2 separate regions of the Mus musculus genome follow, and region 1 is linked to region 2. A link is a contact called in public promoter capture Hi-C data. All regions are on one chromosome and are shown on one strand. Each heading gives the region's core, a stretch centred on a gene start, on an enhancer-like site or on the middle of the called end of the contact. The rest is flanking DNA. Distances are from core to core; before and after follow the strand shown. Region 1 holds the start of Uchl5 (ubiquitin carboxyl-terminal esterase L5). Region 2 holds the start of Actr3 (ARP3 actin-related protein 3).

Region 1 (5,343 bases), core at 2,299-4,798, about 18 Mb after region 2:
CTAGGAATCTAAACAGAGAGTTCTCAAGAAATAAAAATAAAATAAAAATAAGAGAAGAAATAAAAATGGCTAAGAAGTGTTTTTAAAAAAGTCATGGTCCTTAGCAATTAGGAGATGGAAATCAAAACGATTTTGAGATGTCATCTTACAAAGGTGCAGACTGGTGAAGATCAACAACTGACACAAATGCTTGAGAGGATGTGGGGAAGAGGGGAAGAGGGATCGTCTGTTCAAGGTTGGTGGGACTGCAAACGGGTTCACGCCCTCTTGAATTCAGCCTGGAGAATCCTCAAAAGCCTAAAAATAAATCTTCCATATGACTCAGCTGCCCAGCTTTATCATTCCACAGCAGATGCCCAAAGAACTCGTCATTCTGCCCTACATATATCTGCTCTGCCTCGTTCACTGTCCCGCAACTCACACAAGCTAGAAAAAGGAAACAACTTAATGTCCTCAAACTTATGAATGGATTTGAAATTGTGGCACTAATACATTCTGAAATACTATTCAAGTGTAAAGAAAAATGAAACCATGAATTCTGAAGGCAAATGGACAGAACTGGCAAAAATTATATTGAATGAGGTAACCCAGACCTAGAAAGATAAATGTCCTACTTTTTTTTTTTTTCTCATCTAGATTCCCTGGCTCCAAATCTTCAGATGTGAGTACACAGTCTGCAGAAACAGCTGAAAACAGCAAAGTACAAAGGGACCACGGCAGGGGTGAGCAGGGAAGAGAGAAGCAATAGAGAGAGGAATGGCAGGGTACAGGCGGTCTGAAGCGGGAAGTGGAAAAACTGTGATGATGTGGGAACTCTAATTAGAGGCAGGGAGGAGGTAAAATAGCAGCCTTAGGGTCTGAAAAAGTCATAAGGAGTCATATTATCTATTTACGTAAAATTACACATATTACATGTAAGTCTGTGTATACATATAGTTTAAGTGAAATGCATTCACCCTGGCTGACAACGCTTTCCCCAAGATCCAGAGACCACTTTGCAAAAACTCCAACACTACATATAAGATGTTAGTTCCTTTTGGGCTTGTTGGTCAGGGTTGTCTAATAAGAGATTTCCCCCAAATCCTAGGCTATTGTTAGTGCCTGTAGTTGCCTCTCAGAGGAGGAAGGTTAGTAAAGTGCTTATTGCTGAAGACACCATGTATTTTGGACACATGACCAAGAGGTCTCAAACTGCAAAGCCTGAGGACTAGCTTTCATGATCCCAGAAGGCTTCCAAGTGAGGGAAGCAACTAACAATCCTACCCAGCTGTGGTGCCTATGAACTACAGTGTCCAGCATGCCTTCAGACCGACTCATTTGGAAATGGTCTTCTGCAGTTTAAGTCAGGGTCCCAGCTACACCTGAGTAGAAGTCCCTAGAGAGAACCTCTTCTGGCTGCAGAGTAGGCACCTTGGAATTGCACCTTGCCCTGCTGGTGACTAGGTCACCTACAAAACTTCTTTGCATATATAAGTCTCAATAAAAACATTTAAATATAGAAAATCGAATGGCAGTTTACTTCAAGCTATTCATTCTCCTTTTTATTACTAAGGGCTAAAATACAAACTACTTTAAAATTGGCGACATTAGATGACATGGAGATACAATGGTTCCTGATAGTTTCAAAATCTTTTGGAATGTACCAAGCGCTAGGAGTATCTTAGTAATACTAATGAAGTGACTCAAGCTGAGTTTCAAGACAGCTTCCATCAACTAACAGTAGCTTAACTCCTTCTTTCTTCAACTGCCAGTGTCCCCTTTCTCAAAACCCTAAGCTGCAGTCCAGTGGTTTAGAAGGCAGCTGGGCAGTGAGGCAAATCAAAGTCTGGTTTTCTGGTAGTCTAGTCCTATGGAGTCAAGTGCTATAAGCCTAAGTCAAAACCAATCAAGTGAATTCTTCTTTGAGTTGTTCTGACCTCTTTAAACACAACAACAGTCTCCCGAATTTATACCACTTGAAGTTTTCTAACATCTCTATAAATTAAAGCTTTAGAGCCTTTAACTGTTAGAACTATGGCAACATTTGGAGCATTTTACACTTGTTCTTCGACATAAGGCCAAGCAGTGATGTGTTGATCCATATGTTGTCCATTCTCTTAATGCAGAATGTAAACCAGATAGCAAGACACTGATGTAATAACACTTCTGCTTCAAGATCTTCTGGACTACAATCTATATACGTCGTACCATTACTAGTACAAAGATTACCATGTTTTCCTTCAATTTACACAAACATTAAGCCAATATTTCATGTAATTTGGAAAGGCTAACTTTTTTTTTTTCACCCTGAGAAGTCAAGCAAATACGCAGTTTCTTTAAAAATAAAAGCCAAGGCTAATTTTACAGTAATGAAGCTATAATACTTTACAAAGCCAGGATCCCAGGTTCAAATGGATATGCCATACACAAAGGTAATGAAAATATCAACTCCATTAAGGGCGATGCAATGAAAAGTATTGAGGAACTGTGGCAAGATGTCACCATGGTAGGATGCTCTGAGCAAAAATTTTTCCTGTGGAAGCCAAAAGCCTTCCTTGGAACATACTTTTATGAAATGATGAATAAAACCACCTCCGAAGAATGATAAGTATTAATTACAAATAGCTATTTTTTGTTCTATTCATCAAAACCATTTCAAGTGTTTTTAAAATAATGCACTATTAAGGGGGGAGGGGTGGCGGGAGAGGGATGGTGCGCATTTTTCCGTAAGGCACTTCATCCCGATACATGAGTCTCTCATCCCTTGGACGAGAAATCTTTCTCCCTTCCTTGATTATTATTCCTCTAAGATAATTTCCTTTCGGTCTTCCCACAAAGCTCCTTCCCAAACCGGTATCCGAGACAACGCCTCTATGCCAAAGCCGCAGGAAGAGAGAAAAGAGTGAAAAGGGGCCTTGGCACGTTCGCTCGCCAGGAGCTTTGCAAGTGGGAGAGTTGACCTGAGTTCCCCAAGATTCCATCCTCCCGGAGCAACTAGGCCAGGTTCGAAATGTTCAGATGCGAAGTCGGTCCATGCTCTCCTCCGGCGGGTGCCGGAGCACAGAGGCGGCGAAGGCTTTGCCTGGCCTCTGACGCTGGGATGCGGCTGGAAGAGAGTGCGCACCGGCCAGCCCTCAAGTGCCCAGGATCGCTGGGACTGCCCAAAACGCGGTTCCCCGGCCCGCAGCAGGCCTGCAGTGACCCACCTTTACCTGGAAGGTGATGCTCAGGACCCGCGGCGCCTACAGAAAGCCTGCGTCGCACCAGGAATAGGAGGCGGCCCGAAAGGGCGAGGACAGCTCCAGGTTCGGGTCGGAGCGAGCCCCGCCCCGCCCCGTCTCGAGCCCCGCCCCTTCCATCGCCCCGCCCCAGCTCTGGGGTGCCAAGGGTCCCGGATGTGCCTCCCTCCGGCGCTCCGAGGCCCCGCTACTTCTCCGGCCCGGCAGAGGGCGCTACGGATCCTGAGAGGCAGGAGAGGCGTTTCGACGTCTCCCGGGTGGCTAGAGCGTCCTTCTGTGCTCCGGCGCGCGGCAGGTGACGGCGCCCGGAGGCTGTCGGGAAGTAGGCGGGGTGACGTGGGGTTGACGCTCGGCGGCGGGTTTTGCTGAGGTCTGCGGCCGGTGGCAGCTTGTGCTGCGGGGCTCCGGAGAGCGCGAGGTGGAAGCGGGGCGGTGTGTGTGTGGTCGGGGACCATGTCGAGCAATGCCGGGGAGTGGTGTCTCATGGAAAGCGACCCCGGGGTCTTCACCGAGCTCATTAAAGGATTCGGTGAGCACCAGGGGGACCGTCCTGGGCCGGGGGTTCCGGGAGGAGGCCCGCGTTGGGCCAGGCGGTCACCTGCCGCCACCGACGCCCGGCGTCGGAGAAGTGACTTCAGGGACTGGAGTCGGCGTGTGTGGAAAGTAGGGCTTCTGCCGCGTCCTCGGCCCGGGGCGGCCGCGTCTCCGCAGTGATCTTGGGAGCCACACCACGAGGGGAAGGAGTCCCTCTGCCTGTGCACTGCTGTGTTCTCCGGACTTGGGACTCGGACACTTGAATTGCCTCGAGCGTCCTCCTTCCCTGTCTCCCTCCCTCATCATCTCCTCCGCGCTTCTCTTGTCCTTTCCACTGTCCCTTCCCTGCGGAGCCTCCCTGTCTCCAGTGTGGTCAGGTGCATCGCTCAGGCTGTCGGTCCTGCGGAGCAGCCGGTCTAGGGCGTGTGTTTCCCCGGGTGGTGTCTGAGGCTCCAGCCGCCCAGAAACTCGAGATTCTAGTTTCCCAAAAGCAGAACTTTCACCTTTCGTATGTGGGCACCTCTTCCGGACCTCCACAGATAACCGTCTACGCGGGTCTGCACTCTACTTCCCGCAATTCTTTTACTCCCTCCTTTTTTGACTTCCTGTGAAGTTGAGTTTTCTCGAGGTAGTGCTTTTGCTCAGAGGCCACATGCTTAGCTCTGAATTTCTCTCTGACTTTATTTCCTTCCGTACTACTCAACCAATAGGACAGTTTATCCTTCCTCGTGTTCCCAACGTTTTGGGGGAGTTTTTTTTTCCCTCCATTTTCATTTTGATTTTTTCTAAGATATTGTTTTTAACTGTTTTGTTAAAATGTGTACCCAAAATATAGCAAACCTTAATGTAGATTTTGTGTACTGTACATGGCTGAATATTTCGAGCATTGCGTAACATATGTTCAACTGTACTTCGGGCATACAGTTACGGAGTTGGAAATTTTAATGTGAATAATCGGAATGCTGGTCTGAAGAACTGAGAGTCAATCTAGAATAACATGTTGGTTTACGTTTAAGAGTATACAGAAATTGTTTTAACTGTGTAGATCACAGAGGAGCTGGGCAAAAGGAAGCATGATCTAGTGTGGTTACCTAAAGGTAGCTTATGGAGCAGCCAGCAAAGTAACTAAAATATGGTGTAATGAATAGGCAGGCAGTGTAGAGATCTTAGGTAAAAAGGTAAAGCCACGCCAAATCAGATACCATATTGTATAGATTAGATTGCCTGGAAGTCACTGGGGACTTACTCTGAAAAAGATGTGGAGATCAAACATAATTAAAATTAGTTTGTGATTAACATGATTGTGCTTACAGTATTTAGAGTTAAGATAGAATGAATGAGATGACTCTTTTTGAAAATGGTAAGTTTGTGGGTGATTGGCTTGACATTAAGCCCTGGGGTACAGAGAAAGTAGAGTCAGCAGTTAGGTAGTATTTCAATCTCAGGTTGCATGTGGAAATACCTTCTCCTCATTCTATTTGGAGCAGGAATGCATCCAGAACATGCTACACTAAAAGAGGAGTTCTCAGGGCTGCCAACCTTACAGTAGAGGTTGAGTAGTAGTATATTTCTCCTACAGAAAGAGAAAAGA
Region 2 (5,235 bases), core at 793-3,292:
GATACATAAAAAGAATAAAAAGACAAATCCTACTTAAGCAGCCATGGCATTATTTATAAGGTGATCAGTGACTATGTGGTTCTACTGACAGTGATTTCTAAAGCATGAAAGTACAACATAGCACTATCTGTCACTTCAATACAATACACTTGAAAAGTCCTATTCACTCTGGCTAATTCTAATTTTTAAAATGGCTCTAACATCCAACAACTGATCAATTAAACTACAAAAGGATAAACTTAAACACATACACAGAAACACTTCAGGGAGGTGACACTGGATTAAAAGAAAACCTAACTTTAATAAAATGTCAACTAAGAAAATACATAGAAATTCCAAGACTAGACTAGTGTTTTCCAAGAAAAAAAAAGTTTTCTGTTGTTTCCAGCTGCCTGACAAAATTACAAATAAAGGCAGAAGAGTTTTAACTAGTGTGGAGGGAAAGAAAAGGCATCGCTTAAATAACTGTGGTAGGGAGAATAAGAGGAAAAAGGTTGGCAACTATCCTCAAAACCACTGATGTATTTGGGGGATTCGAGATCAGACAGGCCTCTTCCTCCACCAAGGATTTCAACGTAGAACATAAAAAAATGTACAGTCTTCTCTCTAGGTCACTACCCAGAGCAAGTTGTAACTCTTGACAAGGTTCATTAATACAAAACCACTACTTTAAAGTCATTTTAGTCAACCACACTACTATCAGAAACAATTACTTTAAATCAAACACATTCCTTTATACCCCCTTTCAGTTTTCAAGACACAGTCACAAAACGAACGTGAACAAACGTTTAGGTTCCAGGGTGCGTCCCTTCTCTCCCCTCTGTCTCCCTCCGTGGACACACAAGAACATTTTTTTTTCTAGTTCAGACATATTGATACCTACCACTCATAATGTACTCTTTATGCAACCTGCTTAATTTTGAAAGTTCTAATAAGACGTGGTAACGTTCGAGACGAAAAACTACCTTATAAGGCTATAAAAGACGGAAAGCAGGAAGCGGCTTTGACAAAACTAAGGAAGTTGCAGCGCGCTTGCTCACCAAGGGACTTTTTTGAGGCAAGAGCTATAACCCCCGTGAGATCCTCCTCGCTGGAACTGACTTGGTTCAATGGGTAGTGGGAGATGGCTACGAATGGGTGTGGGCGGAAACCAGGCGGCGCGTGGGTCCGCTGCAAAAGCCCCCCATGCTAGCTTCCCATTTTCACAGCCTGGTTCGTCGCTCTCCCCACCCACACGCCCTAAGAGATCGAGAGTTGTCACCGCGATCTTGCAAAATCTGCAAGGAGCGCTTCTCTCTCTCTCTCTCTCTCTCTCTCTCTCTCTCTCTCTCTCTCTCTCTCTCTCTCTCTCTCTTTTCCTTGCTCCTAGGTCTGGAGGTCCTCGGTGGGTGCCCTGCTTCACAGGCAGCAAAGGGGAGAGAAGGGAAAGGACAGCCAGGTGGGCCAGACGGCCTCCTCGGAAAGGAAGGGCCTGGAAAAGATCTCTGTCCCGGGAGGCTCCCGGCACCACCCCTCGCCAGTCTGGCCGGCTCCCCCCATTCATCTCCCTCCTCCGCCCGTCCCCGGCCTCAGTCTCCCCCACCCCGAAGACCCGCCGTACCCCGTGCCACAGTCCACCACACAGGCCGGCAGCCGTCCCGCCATCTTCCTCCTCGCCCGCCGCTGCCGTCCGTTCCGTGCTGCTGAGAGGCCGGGGAGCTAGAGATGGGAGCTGGCTGACCATGCACCGGCCCGGGCCGCCCTCGGTCGGGAGGGAGGGAGGAAGGGAGGGAGCTGTGGGAAGCCCGAGCAGGAGCGAGTGAGCAGTCGGCTAGTACTTCCGCAAGCCCAGCAGGCTGGCCGGCCGGCAGGCTGGCTGTCCCCGCCCTACCCTGCCGCGGCCTCCTCCTCTACCCCTCCGCTCTCCGCCCTCCTCCTCCTCCTCCTCGCTCCCGCCCCCACCCTACAACTTCTTCCCCCTCGCACTGCCTTTCCGCGGGGAGCCAAGATGGCCGCCGCTGCCGACGCCCCGGCCAGGCCAGGCCCCAGGCCGCGATCGCTCCCACTTCCGGTTCCGGGTGGGAGGAGCGAGCACGCGCGCGCGTGCGTGCGATGTACTGTGCGGCCGCCCGGCCCCGGCTCCCTTCCGGATAGCCAGAAAGTCCACTTTGGGTTTTCAAATAGCTGGAAGCCCAGAAGCCAAGCTGAGCTTGAAGGGGGTCCAGAAGCGGCTACGCATGCGCAGTGGCGCGCAGCTGTGGGTCGCGGCTCCGCTTCCGACTTGCGAAGATTCCAGTTCGCATTTTCTGGCCGGTGGCAGCCCAGAAGTCAGGCAGTTATTTAGTTAGGAAGCTGGCTTTTGGTGGTGGTGGGTGTTGAGTGTGTTTCTTCTCTGCTAACTTGAGCCATGGGCAGGAGGCTTTCTACTGTGGGGTGAAGGGCTAATTGGAAACGTGGTCAGCGGCATGTCCCCATAATCGCTGTAGGTGAGCAGTCAGAAAAGGGATGTGTCCTGAGATTTATGTCAGTTATACTATTGCATTGTAGTTTGCAAGCTCCCCAAAATGGTGGGCCTTTGCTTTTAAGACAGGCAAGGATCCAAGACGTTAGGTTGAACAATAACAAACCCACCTTCTTCAGGGTTTGGGGATTCCTGTGTGTCTTCCAAGAAAGGCAAGTGTTGGATCAGTGACATGGCTTAGCAGGTAAAGATGCTTGCACTCACTAACCTGAGTTTGAGCCCTTGGAGATCCACATGCTGGAAGGAATGAAAAGACCCCCACAAGTTGTTCTTTGATTTTGCGCACATCCTCCCCCTCATAAGAAAATATAAAACAAAAATTAAAAAATCAAGTTTCCCAGAGGTTATGCTCTACATAGCCTGTACAAATGGCCTTTATTTGGGTTTTGGGGTGATGATAAACTTCTTTCAAGAGTAGTGAGATTATCTCCGGCCTTTAAGAAAGGCCAGTGTCCCAGAGGTTGTGTTCTACAAAATAGACTCTGTGCAGGTGGCCTCTATTCCGGTTGAAGTGACAATGAATTTCCTTCTGTGGAGTGCTGTTAACGTGATACCAACTTTTTCTAGTTGGAAAAAAAAAGAAAAAGAAAAAGAAAGAAAGATGAGAAAAAGATATGTATTTTTTTACATCACAGACTTAAAAAGTAATACTTTTAAAACTTGAATACATCAGAGTAACATAGAAAGCTTAAAGTATGTTGCTGGGTCATCTCCCAGGGGATTAGGCAAAATCAATGTGCAGTAGAACCTGAGAATTTACTTTCTCATCAGCAGGAACCTGGAAAGTTAATAGCTTTCCTTCCCAACAGGCTTGTCTTTTATTTATTCTTTAGCAATCCCATACATGTAAATGCTATATCTTGATTGAATTTACCCAGAACCTTCTCTCTGGCTCCCCTGGATATCCCAATGTATTCCTCCTCCTCCTCCTCCTCCTCCTCCTCCTCCTCCTCCTCCTCCTCCTCCTCCTCCTTTTCTCCTCTTCCTCTTCTTCCTCTTCTTCCTCCTCCCTTCCTGTCCCCTCTGATTTTCATTTATTTTTTGGTAATCTCCTGAATCCAGTCAGTTTGGTTGAAATGCTGACTGATCTTGGCTAGATCTTCAGGAAACTATAACTGCAAAATCTGTGTCATGTCCAGAAGACAGCATCTTCTATGCACCCCCATCCCCTCCTCCATGATGCTCCCCGAGCTTTGTGGAGTGGTGAGGGTCTGCATAGATGGACCATCTAAGGCTGATGGTCAGTAGTCACCTACCCTCAGCATGATATGTGTAGAAATATCAGTGTTTACAAGGTAATATTACAACAGGTCTATTGAGTAGGGCAACAGGTTTCCCTATACAGCCTGTGACGGCCTAAACCATGGGAGGTTTGGACAGGTTTAGCATAATCTGCCTAAATTCCCTTCTGAAGAGCAGGCCTCATCCAAAAGTGTTTGGTCACCCCCATACCCCCTGTGCCATACTGTACTGGAGAGCATATTTTGAGCAGGCTAATCTAGGTTTGCTTATATGAGACCATAATAATACATTAAGAAAAGATGTGTTATTCAATGCAGAAAATTCTGTTATCAGGTTAGGTAAGCTGACCTGAGGGGTAAAATACCGACTTTTCTCTTATTAATGTTAGTCATTTGGTGAAAAGTATTTTCACCAGCTCTGTGTGGCAGAGACTATATTGATCCTTAATATAGTGGGGCAAAGAATAGATAAGGGGTGTGGGATCAGAGTTCTGCCTGTGAGTAGAGAAACAGATTGTATTAAGAGCCACAGAAAAGTGCTGAGAACTGTGAGAAACAGGTGAAGAGTTGGCAAACAGCAGAGCAGACACACTTGAACAAGATAAGTGGCTCTGCCACAGAGTAAGAAACAGAGGAAGGAAGGGAGGGGGGTTCCCGAGAAGAGAAGAAGGTGCATGTGTCCAGGACCTGACTTGAGGCAGGCCTGGGGGAGGGGAATCTGACCTCTTCCCTTCAGTGGTTAAAATGAAGACAGCCAAAGAGGATGTGATGAAAAACGAACCCTGAGAAAGAGGGTGGTTCAGAAATGTGTAGCTACCTCTAAGCATACTCAAGTTTATCCTAAAGCAACTTGGAACGTATCAAAAGAGCTAGGGGGAAAAAAAAAGTTTTGGCTGTAAGAACTGAACTTTCTGGAAAGAATAGCATCTTACATGGAACCTTCTGGAAGGCTGGTTAACTAATTAGAACTTCACTGACTGTAAGGTTGGAAGGTAATTACAATTTACTTGGGGCTATCTTTAGCCCCCTATATAGCCATTCCTTTGCCCATGCCTGGTGTGTCCTAACATGCTGTAACTAACAGGTAAAACCTTTTAGAATATATTAACTTAATAGGTCACTGGTTTCCATCAGCCAAAAAAGGTTATGGGTGTCACTGAGATATCATCTGAGGCCTAATAGATATTTCCTCCACTTTGCTGTAAGCCACATCTCTGATATTTCCACCAGTGTGTGTGTGTATGTGAGTGTATGTATGTATGTATATATATATATATATATATATATATATATATATATATAAAATCTTAATTTATAACTTACTTTGTTCTGTTACTATAAAAATATCCTAAGACTGTTACTACCTTACAACACAAATTTAATGGTAATTGAAGTCTGTGTTTCTAGGCCATAGTTACTCATACTTGGCTCCAAAATAAACTGTTTTATACCTTTCTGAGGTGAGAGTTGTATTTTTTGACTTGACATCTGCTT

Evidence for each region. Promoter capture Hi-C pulls out the DNA fragments that hold promoters and counts their contacts.
Region 1: a contact with region 2 is called in a promoter capture Hi-C map of pre-B cells. The contact joins the promoter of Uchl5 here to the promoter of Actr3 in region 2. A contact is called at or near these places in 1 of 39 promoter capture datasets (pre-B cells) and 1 of 484 Hi-C or Micro-C datasets (uterus).

What each region holds. Positions count from the first base shown.
Region 1 is chr1:143,773,730-143,779,072 of GRCm38.p6, forward strand. It overlaps Uchl5 (ubiquitin carboxyl-terminal esterase L5), which reads left to right and starts at 3,549. Exons shown (of 11, transcript NM_019562.2): 1 at 3,549-3,747. The coding sequence starts at 3,672. It overlaps Ro60 (Ro60, Y RNA binding protein), which reads right to left and starts at 3,322. Exons shown (of 9, transcript NM_013835.2): 1 at 3,192-3,322. It overlaps LOC115487685 (a small nucleolar RNA gene), which reads left to right and starts at 5,199; the gene lies at 5,199-5,333.
Region 2 is chr1:125,433,685-125,438,919 of GRCm38.p6, forward strand. It overlaps Actr3 (ARP3 actin-related protein 3), which reads right to left and starts at 2,043. Exons shown (of 12, transcript NM_023735.2): 1 at 1,601-2,043. The coding sequence starts at 1,644.